2 separate regions of the Neogale vison genome follow, and region 1 is linked to region 2. The links are chromatin contacts, called in public Hi-C maps. All regions are on one chromosome and are shown on one strand. Each heading gives the region's core, a stretch centred on a gene start, on an enhancer-like site or on the middle of the called end of the contact. The rest is flanking DNA. Distances are from core to core; before and after follow the strand shown.

What was found. A called contact is a pair of places that touch in the nucleus more often than the background predicts.
Region 1: a Hi-C map of fibroblasts shows a contact between it and region 2, with 6 times the contacts expected there. The contact joins the promoter of BOLA3 here to the promoter of LOC122914993 in region 2. A contact is called at or near these places in 2 of 3 Hi-C or Micro-C datasets (fibroblasts and muscle).

The regions. Positions count from the first base shown.
Region 1 is chr8:94,646,071-94,653,556 of ASM_NN_V1, forward strand. It overlaps BOLA3 (bolA-like protein 3), which reads right to left and starts at 4,435. Exons shown (of 4, transcript XM_044261420.1): 1 at 4,328-4,435; 2 at 1,957-2,077. The coding sequence starts at 4,381.
Region 2 is chr8:94,381,157-94,387,626 of ASM_NN_V1, forward strand. It overlaps LOC122914993 (STAM-binding protein), which reads left to right and starts at 2,810. Exons shown (of 10, transcript XM_044261405.1): 1 at 2,810-2,896; 2 at 4,796-5,013. The coding sequence starts at 4,811.

The DNA of each region.
Region 1 (7,486 bases), core at 3,185-5,684, 270 kb after region 2:
CAGAGCATGGAAGGCCTAGGAAATGTCAGTTTGCCTTGTGTTTTTGTTGACAGGCCAAGAAACCCCATGGAAGAGGGATGGGAGAGGCCGAATTTCCTTGTTCAGCCTTCCAAAGGAGCGGCAATCAGTCTTTTTTTTTTTTTTTTTTTTTTAAGATTTTTAAGTTTATTTATTTGACAGAGATCACAAGTAGGCAGAGAGGCAGGCAGAGAGGCAGGCAGAGAGGAGGAGGAAGCAGGCTCCCTGCCGAGCAGAGAGCCCGATTCAGAGCTCGATCCCAGGACCACCGGGATCATGACCCAAGCCAAAGGCAGAGGCTTTAGCCCACTGAGTGACCTAGGCGCCCTGGCAATCAGTCTTTTTAAAAATGCAAAAACACACTAACATTTATTTTGGAAAAAAAAAAAACCTGTATAATACTAACGCAAAGAAAAGACAGGAATGGAAGCAGGAGAAAGGGACACAGCAGGACAGTGGAGGTCACAGACATGGTGGCCATGGCGCTGCATGGGACTCTCGCTCTCTTTTTAAAGATTTACTTATTTGACAGAAAGAGAGAGAGCACAAGCAGGGGAAGCAGCAGAGGGAGAGGAAGAAGCAGGCTCCCTGCTGAGCTGGGAGCCCGACATGGGGCTCAGTCCCAGGATCCTAAGGTCAGGACCTGAGCCAAAGGCAGATGCTTCACCAACTGCACCACCCAGGCACCCCTGCACGGGGCTCTCTTTAGGCCCTCCTGGTCTGTAAGCAGCCTCAAGGGTCTTATCTTGGGCTTCCATGGGGCAGGAATAGCTTTCTGGTAGAGCTGTCAAGGCAGACCCTGTGGTGGACACATCCACCTGCACCCACATGGCTGGGGAGCTCATGACAATGACCGATGAAGTGTGCTGTTCTAGCATGAACCAATGTGGGCAAGAGACAACGCGTCCCCTGTGCTCGGAGCACCCAGCCAGTTTGTGAGAAGTGCAAGTTACTCATCAGGCCTTATGCATACCAGGAATATGAGCTTTGCTTAACCAAGCTTCCTGGCCTTGATTCCCTTTCCACACTCCATCCAGGGTGAGGCAGACCCAGACCAAAGGTCAAGTTCCAGCTCTGTCTGACCCAGGCCTGGGGCAGGTATAGGACTAGGAAGGTCAAGGCCTCAGAGCTGAGACATCATAGAGGGGGCTCTCCTGACCTCCCCTAACAACGGGTCTTGGATTGATGAATTTGTCTGTAGTTTCCCATAAAAACTACTTTCTAAACTTTCTCCCAATGCTTGCAGATGTTAGGTTCTCAGAGAAGCAGTGAGCCCTCATGGCAATGCAGGATGCCAAAGATACATGTGGGCGTGTACCTGCATGCCCACCTAACTGTCCCCGCTGAGCTGTTCCACACGTGTGACTGGACAAAGGTCCTGTCCTCCTGGCCTGTGGGTGCAGAACTCACCTCCCCAGCACAGGGACTGAGGACAGAGTCTGCCTGTGTCCCCCTGTGTCCTGGTGCTGGTTCCAGTTCTGCCACCTCCTCCCTGGGAGGGCCTGGGCAGGTTCTCTGGCCTTTCTGGGATCGGCTCCTCATGAGGAAAGTAAGGAAGTTATTTTCAAAAGGATAAAATCCTTCTGAGGTCTGCTCCACCTCACCTTCCAGAAAAATGTGGAGAAAGTAAAGTAATGTTCATCTTTAAATCAAATTAAAGACTGTGGACCTGAGCCCCAGGGTGACTGAGAGGGACCTCATCCGACCCAGGCCAGGCTAACAGCCACAAGTCCTCCCAGCCAGGCCTTATCCCCACACACAGTTTCCCTCTGACGCTTTCACGTCCCCACCTCCACGCCATCAGCTGGTAGAGGCTGAATTCCATCTGTCCAAAAGTCACACGTATTGAGAAGCCGCTGATGGTGAGTGTGCTCTGCCCAGCCCCCTTCCCCTTGCCGAGGGCAAAATCCCTGTGGAAAAATGACAGAAAAACCTTACCTGAAATGTCAGTGACTTTGATAGCTGTAGCTCCAGGAAACTTTTCTTTGAGTATTTGGGTCACTTTGAGCTCCCCCTCAGTTTGCGAGGCAAACATCCGCCGGGCACAGTGAAGAGGAAGCTGCGAGAGAACAGAGAAGAGTCATCGCCCAGCAAGACGATGGCACCCCCCAGGCCAGGCCAGGGTGCAGGCCTACCCGCCACTGCCCTGCCAGCCAGGGCCCAGGCCCCCCAGCAGCTTGGCTATGGGCTCCATCCCAGGCACTGTGTGGCATCGCATGCCCACTGATGCTCCCTAAGACCCAGAATAAGCTTTTTGGGGAGTTTGTGGAGGTAGGGAGTGGAACTGTAAATTATACTTTGACTCCAGACACAAGGCAACTCAACCCTCATGACACTGTGAGAGAGACACCATCATGATGTCAGTTTTGGAGGAGAAGAAATGGGGGGACTAAAGCAAGGGCTAAGGTTAGGTTCACTGGTGAGATGGGGAGCCAGAGCCTGGGCAACCCGCCTCAGATGTGCCTCCCAGGCCATCGTGTCACCGACAACACACTGCTGAAACCAGACACCACCTGTGCTTTAGGTCTGATTCACATTCCACACCCTCCAGCGGGATGTGGCCTTGTGACCTACTGCTCAGTAAGCCAGCTACACTCTGTGACATGTACCAATTCTTACTGGGGAGAAGTAGCAGAATTCTACTAAATTACCTGAAGGAGACATATTTTTAGATTATTTACCATTGGTAACAACACTCCCCCTGCCCCCAGTGGAGACCATAGGGAGCCAGTGCTTCTGAGGGGGATGTCTCCAACCTTATGGAATGAGGAACAAAAAACCAGATCTGCAGCCCTTTGACTGGGCTAAGCACATGCTGAAAAGGGAGACTGACAAGAGAGCTTGGCAGGCCTTGAATGTCCAGCTAAAGATTTTGGAGTTTACTAGGCCTCTTGGTGCCAAAGTCACCTGCACAAAACAGTGCCTTTTGAAGCTTGCCCAGATGAGAGGTATTATTATAAACGGAGTAGACTGGGACGGGGACTGGAGGGGGATGGCAGGTGGGACGCAGGAGTGCTGTTCATCTGTGCTGGTGCTGAACGTACCATCCCTTCAGCCTTTAGTCCCACCTGTCCTCAGGCGGTTCCTGAAGGCCTAGAGCAGGGTCCTGTGGTAGAGACTGTCAAAGCACCTTCTTCTTTTTTAAGTAGGCTCCACACCCAGTGTGGAGCCCAACGCAGGGCTTGAACTCACCACCCTGAGTTCAAGAAATGAGCTGATACAAAGAGTTGGACACCTGACCAAGCCACCTGAAGCACCTTCTATAAAATGATCTGTGCACTGGCTCTTTCACCAGCTGGTTTCAAAGGCCAAGACTGACTCTACCGTGTTACTGCAGCCTTCCAAAGCTGGGTCGGGAGAGGCCCTCCGGGAGACTTGGGTGATGGATGGCTGAACGAATGAACAAATGAACAAGCAGAACGAGCACAGCACGCAGGGCATGACTGCTCGCACCTGCAAAGAAGTCGCCGTTCCAGCAGGCAGCTGAAAGGCAGGTCAGAAAAATGGTCTTGAGTGAGACGGTGGGACAGAAACTTGATGTTGTGGGCCTAAGACTGGGCTGGAGGAGGGGGTAAGATGGAGCCTCTTCTGAGGACAGAGCCTTGGAGGAGCAAGGGCAGAGGGTAACCAGGTGGCAGGCAGAAGCAATAATCGCTAAGGGCTGAGGGTACTTGACATTACTGATTCCTTGGGAGGTCTTTCCTCCGTTTTAGCTGATCTGCAGGCAGCGGCCTTTACACGAGCAATCTACTGACAAAATCCCTAGAACCCCGACTGTCCGCGCGGAGAGTCACCCCCTCTTCATACTTCGCGGAGGCAGGGAGGAGAGAAAGTTCGGAGAGCGCGTGGCGAGTGCCCTCTGCTGGGCTTTTAGTCAGGGCGTGTGGGGCTTGGAGAGGGTTAAGGTCCCAAGGCTGGGAGGACTTGCCCAAAGCCCAGACCCTCGCACTCTCCGGCAGGCACGCCAGGACTGCGAGCTGGGGCTGCCGGGTCTCCGGCTCGGTGCGTCCACACCGCTCTCTCCGCGCCCGCCGGATCACAACGGTTTCCGTGTCTGTTCCCCTCGCCCCCCACCTCCACCGGCTCAGGGAGCTCCGCCAGCGCGCGCCGGGGCCTGACACTTCTCGGAGCCCCGCCGCCCGGGCCCACGGAAGGACCCAACCCTCGAGGAATGAATGAGAGAAGGGAAGGGGAGGGCGCCAGGCCCGGCGCCGCGCTCTCCGCGAGCCCGTCCTCCAGCCTCGACCGGCCCCGCGGCCCCTCCGCAGCTCCCGCCCGGGAACCACAGCCCGGCCCCGCCCGCGCTCACCCCGCGTATCCCGCGGAGCAGCGGCGCCACCACGGCCGGGCTCCACGCCGCCATGCCCGGCCGACGCGGCCCGGCTCCCGAGGTCGCCGCGTCCCCTGAGAGGCTCGGAGCCGGGGGCCGGAAGCCGTCGCCGCCGCGGGCGAGACCGCCCCCTGCCGCCCGGAGGTCGCGAGCCACCCGGCTCCAGCTCCCGCCCGGTCCTCGCCCCGGGGGGCGCCTTCTCGGAACTTGCTGCTCCGCCAGCTCGCGCGTCTGCCCGGCCCGCTCCGCGCCGAGCTCCGCCAGCCTCCAGGGGTCGTTCCACCGGCGGGCTCTTCTTGCTCAGCCGGGGGACGCCCGGGGTTCTCGGCCCTCCGATCTGAGTTGCCCAGACGCCAATGCCCCTCTCGCCCTGGGAAGGACATCTCCCTTCCCATCCCCACCGCCGGCAACCTGGCTTCCAAACTGGGGAGTGTGGGTTTCTCCCTCCAGAACAGGGGGGCCGTGGAGGGACTTAAAGCAGGGGTGTCGTTTTCAGATTTGCGTTTTAGAAAGATCGTGCGAAGAGGAGGGACTGTAGGGGGCCTGACACTGGAGATGAGGACAGAAGTTCTGGCGCTGCCGCGATGGTCCGGGTGAGATGTGAGGTCTCAGCGACAGCTGGAACAGCAGGGATGGAGGAGTGGCTCTGGATACTTGGGAGGGGAAGGGAACGGAATGACTGGACTGGGCGGCGAGGCTGAGAAAGGTGTCTGGTGTGGACAGTGCGATGGGTGGAGGAGGGTGAGGTTTGTCGTGAAAGGGGCCAACAAACTCGGTTTGGGTTTTGCCTGAGTTTAAGGTGCCTGCAGAGAAGCAGAGCCTCAGACCGTGGAGTCCTGAGAATGTAGTGGAAGCTGCGGGCTCGAGGACAGGTACCATTATCCAGCAAGCCTGCCCCACCTCTGGACTGATTCACACACACCTCAAGGCCTCATGCCCTTTCTCTCTCAGGCTGTATATTTTGGCAGTCTGGTAAACCCTACAGACTTCCCCAGTTCTTGCTATTGCATTCCGGCCTGTGCAGTCACCATGTTCAGTATGTTCGTCCACACGTGGGACAGGCCTACAGTTGCCCTTATAGTGATCACCTAGATATATGCTTATTCGTTCCAGTACTGAGTGACTTCTTTTTGGGTCTCATAATTTCTCCTTTGGATTACTCTAGTAACCTCTCTCACATTTTTTTGCTTCGTTCCTTAAAACATCATGGCCAGTGGGATTAGGGATAATTTGCTAACTTTCCATTTTTCTTCTCAGGAGTAATTAAAACTACCAAAAATATTTTACCCATTGTGTAGTAGTGAACCACCTTTGGCTCCTCATACCACCAAGGTTCAGAGGAGGTTGACCTCTCCTCCCCTGAGAGTGGTCACATGACCCAAGTCATGGCCCAGCAGGCACCGATTGGTTTGGGTTGGTCAATGATCTGAGATGGCCCAGTGAAAGTTGCTCTAGAGACTCGTCTGGCATTAAGGAAGAGAAATGGCCCTTTGCCACCGGCTGCCATCTTTGTAATCATGTGCGCAGCACCCGTTTAGAAATGAAGTAGATCCAGAAGTTGTTGGGAGACAGATGCTGGACACTGTAGGGTGCCAGAAATAAGCACTGAAGTCATTTTAGTTGGTTAGTGGGTTCGTTACTTGTAAGACACCCGCATTAAACTCACTGATTTGTATTGGACGAATTCCTCTTTTGGTGAAAATCGGTACTTTTGCTTATCTTCAACCTTTCTCTTCTTCCTAATTTCACGATGGTTTACATTATTATTGTTATTTTGGACCGACAGTCTGCCCTAGTATCCTCCCCTTCCCATCTCCACACTGCTGTCAGAGCCATCTGAAGTGAAAACCTGTCCATTATTTGCTTATCGAAAATCCTTCTAACCCTTCATCACCTACTGGCAAAAACCCAAGTTCTTTCATATGATTTAACCCCTACCTACCTGTCCAGCTGACATCCATCCTTCAGTAATATTGGACGGCTGGTGCCTCCTTGTGCCATCTATGTTACAAGCTTGCTTATATGGTTACCCATCTTCTAAGCCAACTCAAGCCTTGTCTTCTCCAGGCAGCCACGTCTGATTGCCCCACAATATACTTAGGGGCCCACAACTTGTGCAGAACTTTGATTGCACATATGGCAATCGGAGAACTCTACCGATTTATGTGGGTGTGTTTTTCCCAGAGATCCCTGACCTCCATCCCAGGCTCTAGATTTAGTTGCCAGCTGTCCAGCCTGGAATAGAACAAAAAGTGCACATACTAGGATTACTGCACAGAGCTGAAAAGTGATTTAGCCATTCTAGTTCCAGAGTGTGAATTTGAACCTTTTTAGGAAAGGATTTACAGAACAATCTCAGCAATTCTGGGCTTCCAAATTAGCTTCAACTTAACATTTCAAGTGTAGCTTTTTATGATAGAAGCAAATAAAAGGCCAGTTTTGTTATGATTGAAAAGTATAGTAGCTTTAGTCCCAGGAAATGGGTCTATCCCTTCTGCATTTTACCTTTTTTTGCTCTGAAATTGAGATTCTCTTATCTTCGCTTATATTGGTCCATGGTCACTCATTTACATCTGAGCTAATTGCAAAAAAACTCCTTCAGGATGATCTCTTTGGATACGTTTTTTTACCCCATAGGTATAAATTGCAGTCATTTTGTTTTATAGAGCCTCCTGGCACTCGTCAGCACACAGAATTTTCCAGATGCATCCCAGAGAAAAACACTGGTCTATGAACTAGCTATCTGAAGTCAGAGCATCTGTGCCACCTTCTGAGAAACATTGGAAAATTCTTAACATACCTCTGTTACTGCCCCCTTCACAGGTGGCTGCAAGGATTAAATAAGACAACCCGCTGAAGGACTCCCCTGAACAGGCAGGTCCCCTAAAGAAGTGGTATTCAAAGCACACATCAAAGAACCTGCGTATTCAAGGAACCTGACCAGAATCGGAATCAATAACTGACTTTTCACTTAGCAAATACACTACAAAAAAATGTCAGTTGAACAGTGTGCCCAGAAACTTACATTCTAGTGCCAACTCCCTTATCTTTTTGCAGAGCGAGAACCAAAAGTGCAAGGAAGGAGCCAGTCCAAGTTTTTCGAATATCCAGCATGAATTTTGCTGTGAATCCTAAACC
Region 2 (6,470 bases), core at 1,560-4,059:
GAGCGCAATGCGGGGCTCGATCCCAGAATATACTATATACCCACTGAGCCACCCAGGAGCCCCCAGGAGTTTGAATTTTTAATTCCAACTGCTATGGGAAGTAATTGGAGGGTTTTTAACCCAGAAACAATAGAACCTGATATTTGTTTTAAAAAGAATATTAGCTGCTGTTGTAAGATCGCATTGAAGTAGGTAAGAAGGGTTGTCATTCCTGTATGCATGTCACTGACTTGCCCTTCCAGGTATGTTGCTCACCACAGGAGTGACAAGGAAGCAAGGGATATGTGCCTGGAGATTTCTTTGTTTTTAACTTCCCAACAAAGCCCATCTGAGCATTTTCTCTCTGCCCTGATGCTATATATTGAAGTAAGAATTTTGCCTTTTAGGATTCTTTTGCTGCTGCCCAGGAAGGAGCAGGTAGAAATAAAACAGGAGTGTAGGAGTAAGTGACGCTGAACTTGGAAGAGGTCATATGGAGACTGTTATATTCAGGGAAAATGTACTGACTAGGTATGGGCACCAGAAAGAAAAAAGCTCCTCAATTCCTAACTCGGGTTTGACCCCCCAGGTGAGCTGCTAAATCTTCTCTGCTGACAGAATACCTTGATGCTTAGCCTCCAATTTTGGGAGCAGGAGTAAGTAGAATATTCTCTTCAGTTAAGCCAAGAGCCAACAGAATTCTTGCAGCGTTAATTTCCTGGTTTCACATATAAAAGGGTCCAGTTTTCAACTTTCCCAGTTAATAAAGAAATGAAGAATGTCAGATATTCATATTGGCCAGGGTTTTCTTGCTTGTTGTTTCCAATGCCTGTAAACCCAAGAGTGCTGACCACTTGTCCCAGAGCCCAAAAACTGTTCAATATTTACAGATTCTCTCCCTGAGTGAACCAGATCCTGCTTACTATATCCTCTTAGCCATGATCTTAAGAACTGCCGTCACTGGGGCATATCTCCTTTCTAATATAGAGGACAGCCTGTGTGAGATGGTTGCTGTGTTTGTGATTATTCCACACTCCTCTCTTATGTGTTTCCCATTCATAGCTTCTTAAAGACTTCTCACATACTCTTAACTTCTAGCATGTTTGTAAATTCTGTTAACTTGTTATGTTAAATGTTACAAAGCCAAGAGCTACTTTTTGGAATCTGTGCTTAATGGAAGCAGGTGCCTCTGTTTCCCCCACCAGCTCTGCTTCTGTCTGCACTTGCACAATAACAATATCCACCTGCTGGATTTGTCCATGGCTGTATCCTTAACACCTAGAACAGCAATTGGCATGTAGTAGATGCTCAACAAATATTTACTGAGAAGTTGGATGGGTTGGATTTTGTCCCATGTTGACTTCTGCCAGGACTCCGATTGCACTGTATGCCTTCCCTAAGACCAGCTCCCCCAGTGGCTTGATTTCTTCAGGCTCTACCCACTATGTTTACATTCTGAAGGGAAAGAGTCAGTAGAGAAATAGAGTTCTGAGGACCACCGTGGTCCCTTTACAACTGTCTTGCCAGAGTTATCAGCATGAGATCCAGGAGAATTGATAGTGGATCCTTGCATTGACATGCCTATTTATGCTTGTAGGAGAGAAAGAGTCTCAATCTGTTAAGTGCTCTCAGCTGTAAGTCTCAAAAGCCAGTGACCACATAGAATCACTTTGGGGAAATTCCAAAGACAGATCCACAACAAAGAGTCAGAAAATTAGAGATCTGAACCCTGATCTAGTGGAAGAAGTAACACCAGTTCAGGGGCTTTAAGCAAGACCTTGAAGGATAGGTCATGTCATCACATTAAGGAACTTACAGGGAGGGTCCCCAAGTTTGGTGGGTAGAGTGTCCCCAGAGAGCAGAAAGTATCAGAGTGGTGATATACAAAATCTCCTGATACGGAGATAGCAGGCTTGAATGATCTTTTTGGAAAACAGCTGTGCAAGATATTCATACATACACACACCCATACAGAGAATATGCCACTGTTTGTACTTGGTGTAAACAGCTGCCTGTCCTGGCTGCAGGGGCAGGAACCGCATCATACAGTTTCCGTCTCCACTGCGTGGCATGTGGCCATTAGAAGTCAAACACTCATTTTTAAAAAAATTTTTATTTTTTAAGAGATTTTATTTATCCATTTGACACACAGAGATCACAAGTAGGCAGAGAGGCAGGCACAGAGATAGAGAATGGAGGAAGTTGGCTTCCTGCTGAGCAGAGAGCCGGATGTGGGGCTCTATCCCACAACACTGGGATCACGACCTGAGCTAAAGGCAGAGGCTTTAACCCACTGAGCCACCCAGGGGGGCCCAAACACTCATTTTTAATAAATTGTATTGGAGTTCTAACATTCAAAAGTTAGTCTCAAGTTTTTTTCTAAGCAATAGAAGCGATTGCCAAATACCTCAGGCTATCAACTATGCGTAGGAAGTGACACAAACAAGCAGAAATTTTCAAGAGTTTGTTTCTTGTTTTTTGTGTTTTTTTCCACCAATTTAGAAACCTTGCTTAGTTCAGCCAGGTACTTGCATCACCAATCCCTTCTTGAATGTTGATTTGTGGATTTGTGTGAGTGTGGTATAGGGGCTATCTGGCAGGAAACTCGACCCAAAATCAAATTAATTCCACAAATAGAAGTTAGCTTGATCATTTAACTACATTAACTACTCCCTGTCCCTTCTACCTTAACGCTTTTCCTTTACCAAGATGGCCGCTGGCGAGCTCTCTCCTCATTGGCAGTCCTTTTTCGCGGGAGGGGGCACGGGGGGGGGAGGTGGCGGTTCTAACCCCTCCCACCAGCTCACCGCCCTGGGTCCTGCGTTTTTGAGAGTGCAATGGGTAGACGGACGAGAGGGGCGGGACGCGCGCCGGATGTGACGTTTCCGGAAGCTCCGAGGGTCGTCCGCGGGGACAGGTGGGGAAGGGTCCGGGAAATGTGGTGGGGCTGAGCCCCAGAGCGTAGTCGGACTCTGAAGGGGAGTGGCCGCCGTGAGTGTGGGGCCTGCGGCCTTGTCGTCCCTGCGCCCTCTGCCCGGCCCGCCGCGCGCTAGGCCACTGACGGCACCGGCCTCAGCCAGGCCCCGCGCGTCCCCGCGCGTCTCCTCCTGCCGCGCTCTGAAGACCCGAGAACCTTGGATAATTTTGCCCTGGGTTGGCAACTTGGGCGTGAGGGCCTGAAGGAGGGGATCTCAAGCAGGTGTCAGGAGGTCCCTCTCCACTGAATACGCCCCCTCGGCTCGTTCCTGCAACTTCCTTTGACCTCGTCTTTCCTCCTCAGTCCTTTATGCCACCTTCTCCTTTTTTTGCGGATGCCGCATCTCCTCTGGAGTGTTGCTCAGCCCTCTAGTACCGCTCGCTGGCCTTGGGAGGGGGTTCCATTCTCGACCTTACAGATCATCTCCCCAGAGGTACTGAGGCGCAACAAGCTTCAGTTAGCTTTAATGGGCTCTGGATCGAGTTTACTAATTAGGCAGCCTGGGGAGGTTTTAGATTTGCTGAACGGCTTTCTGAGCCTCTAAAACGGCTTTGGGGGAGATGGAAGGCCTTTGCATCCCTGGTAGTCTGCACAGCTTTTGTACTACTCGTGTTTAGAGAGGAAGCTTGGGGGAAGTGTGACCTAGAGGTAGAATTGGCCAAGAAAAGCCTCTTTGAGGGAGGGCTTGGAGGGGAGAACAGGAAAAGAGTGGGTAGACAAATGAAACACATTTGAGGATTTCTGGGCAGATTAGAATCCTGACTGAAGGGAAAGATCTCTGATGGGAAGGACTAAGGTTTAAGACTGAAAAGACAAAGTGGGACCACTTGTTAGAGGGCCTTGAATTCCAAAATGGCTTCTACTCTAGTCATATATTCTAGAGCATGCTGGCTAGGGTGTGCTGTAATTCAGTGTGTATCACGTACCCAGATTCTTTTTGAAAATGATGTAGAGTCATACCAGTTGGAGTTGGAATCTGATTGTAGCAATAGAATGAGATCTAGAAAGATTGTAGAATTACTGCAGTTCGAAGCACAGGGAGGGAAAACTCCCTCCCTGTTTTTTGTGGGTCTGTTTTATTTATTTACTTACTTACTTATTTATTTTTTGCATACCAAGTTACCTTTGTGCCCTTTTGTTATTTGAAGAGTGCTTAGTCTTTGAGGATAGATTTGAGTAAGTTGTTTTTCAGATCTAAATTCATTACCATGATGACATGATGAATGATGTTGTGGATTGACTGACAGAGGGGTTTAGTGAGCAGAACTAGAATTGTTCTGCATTCATTCCCAGACTAGTTCCCCTCACCTTGTGCTTAGAGATGAAAAAGTACACCATGGGAAAGTGTCATTACTCTCATTAAATAAAAATGACCAAACTTGAAATTAGTTAACAATCATCATGAAAGTTCATTGAGTATACTATGCCAAGTACTGGGATAAATGGAAGTGGGTAGCTGGTGGGAGAAGTAGCGCAAAAAATATAAGATACCACCCATCTTTTTATGGTGCTGAAAGCAGGGCCACCTCATGATAGGGAATGATTAAAGGGTCGAACCAAATCCCCATTATAGTTTTACTCCCTGTACCACCTAATCATGGCACAGGTTTTGTGGGGTTTTAAGTTGGTCAATGCTTTTATCAATGTGATAGGCACTTCCTCGAGGGTCTCAGCCTTCTTGTGGGAAAGAAACTTTATCTGATACAAGCCACAAGCATATGGTATTTTTCTCTTAATTTCTCTGTAAGGTAGAAGTTTGTGGGCTAACCATGCTGTGTGGTAGGTTGTGTTGGGGTGATGGGACCGTGGTGCTGATGCCACCTGTTTTTTCTGTCTCAGAACTTCTTGGTCCTGATGTCTGACCATGGAGATGTGAGCCTTCCACCCGAAGACCGGGTGAGGGCCCTCTCCCAGATGGGTAGCGCAGTGGAGATAAATGAAGACATTCCACCCCGACGGTACTTCCGCTCTGGAGTTGAGATTATCCGAATGGCATCCATTTACTCTGAGGAAGGCAACATTGAACACGCCTTCATCCTCTATAACAAGTATATCACGTAAGACACCTCCAGTTTCCTTTTTCTTTTCTGGTGACTGATGCCTCACTCATTCTGCTCTTGTGCTCATTTATTCTGCTCGGAATTGCTAAAACTAGAGAACTTTACAACATCATTAGCATTAATCATTCTTTGCAGGCAGCTCCTACATACTGACTGTCCTTGACATTCAAAGTTATGAGTACTGAAAGTGTTATTTTCATGACTCAGTGATTTCATGAGTAAGAGACCTAGCTTTTTGGCCTGTGCCCACGTGGCCCAGCTGTTAGGCAAAAGAAAGGATGGTTAAACTACACGTTTTGTATTGATGAATGTTTTTCCTGTGCTCTCTTTATTAAGGCAGCTAATCATAGGATTACTGTTGAGGTTTAGCAGAGCCAAAATTTGTCATCTCTGCTTCTTTTGTCACAAACTGAGTGATTCAGGAAAAAAGGTTTTTCTTCTTAACCTTTATTATGATCATGCAAATCACCAAATAGGTATTGACCACCTACAGTTTGTGTGGCTCATGATGAGACCTTTCCCTTGAGTTACTTAGCATCTTAGGTAGGCAGCATAAATAGAAGATGGCAGTGCAATTAACAGGGAACAACTTCTAAAACCCCAGTGATGATGAAATGATGAGTAATTTAGGAAGGGAATAAAGTTAAAGGGTCTCATCTAGCCTTGTTCTTTCATGATACCTGGACCTTTAGAAAAATAATGACTGTAATGTGTTTGTATGACTCTTACAGTTCATAGAGTGTTTCCCCTGCGTTGTTGTTTTTTTTTTAATTTTTTTTTTTTTTATTCGAGAGAGAGAGACAGAGTGAGAGAGCATGAGAGGAGAGGTCAGAGGGAGAAGCAGACTCCCCATGGAGCTGGGAGCCTGATGTGGGACTCGATCCCAGAACTCTGGGATCATGACCTGAGCTGAAGGCAGTCACTTAACTAACTGAGCCATCCAGGTGCCCCTCCCCTGCATTGTTTCATGTGATGTTCATAGTTCTAGGTACATGGGGTAGGGCTCATTGTCTTCCCATTCTATATGTGAGGAAGTAGGCTCTGGGTTTCGTGATATGCTTTGTTCCACACTTCAGAGTGAGAAGGCTCAGATCTAACTTTTTTTTTTTTTTTTTTTTTTTAAGTAGGCTCCACGTGGGGCTTGAACTCAGGACGCTGAGATCAAGAACTGAGCTGAGATCTAGAGTCAGATGCTCAACCAACTGAACCACTCAGGCATCCCTAGATTTTTTAACTCTTTAATTAGGATTCATCTACGACATTGGTCTTGTTTTTAGTTTGTTTTTGGTAATGTTCTGTGAGTTGAAGCTAGAGTTGAGACCATAGTTTAAGCCACATTGACTATCTTTTGGTTATTTTTTATTCTTTTTTGAATAGATAGCACGTATACAAGGTGCAAATTCAGAAGGCACAAAAGGGTATATATATTTAAAAAGTAAGTCTCCCTATCCCTC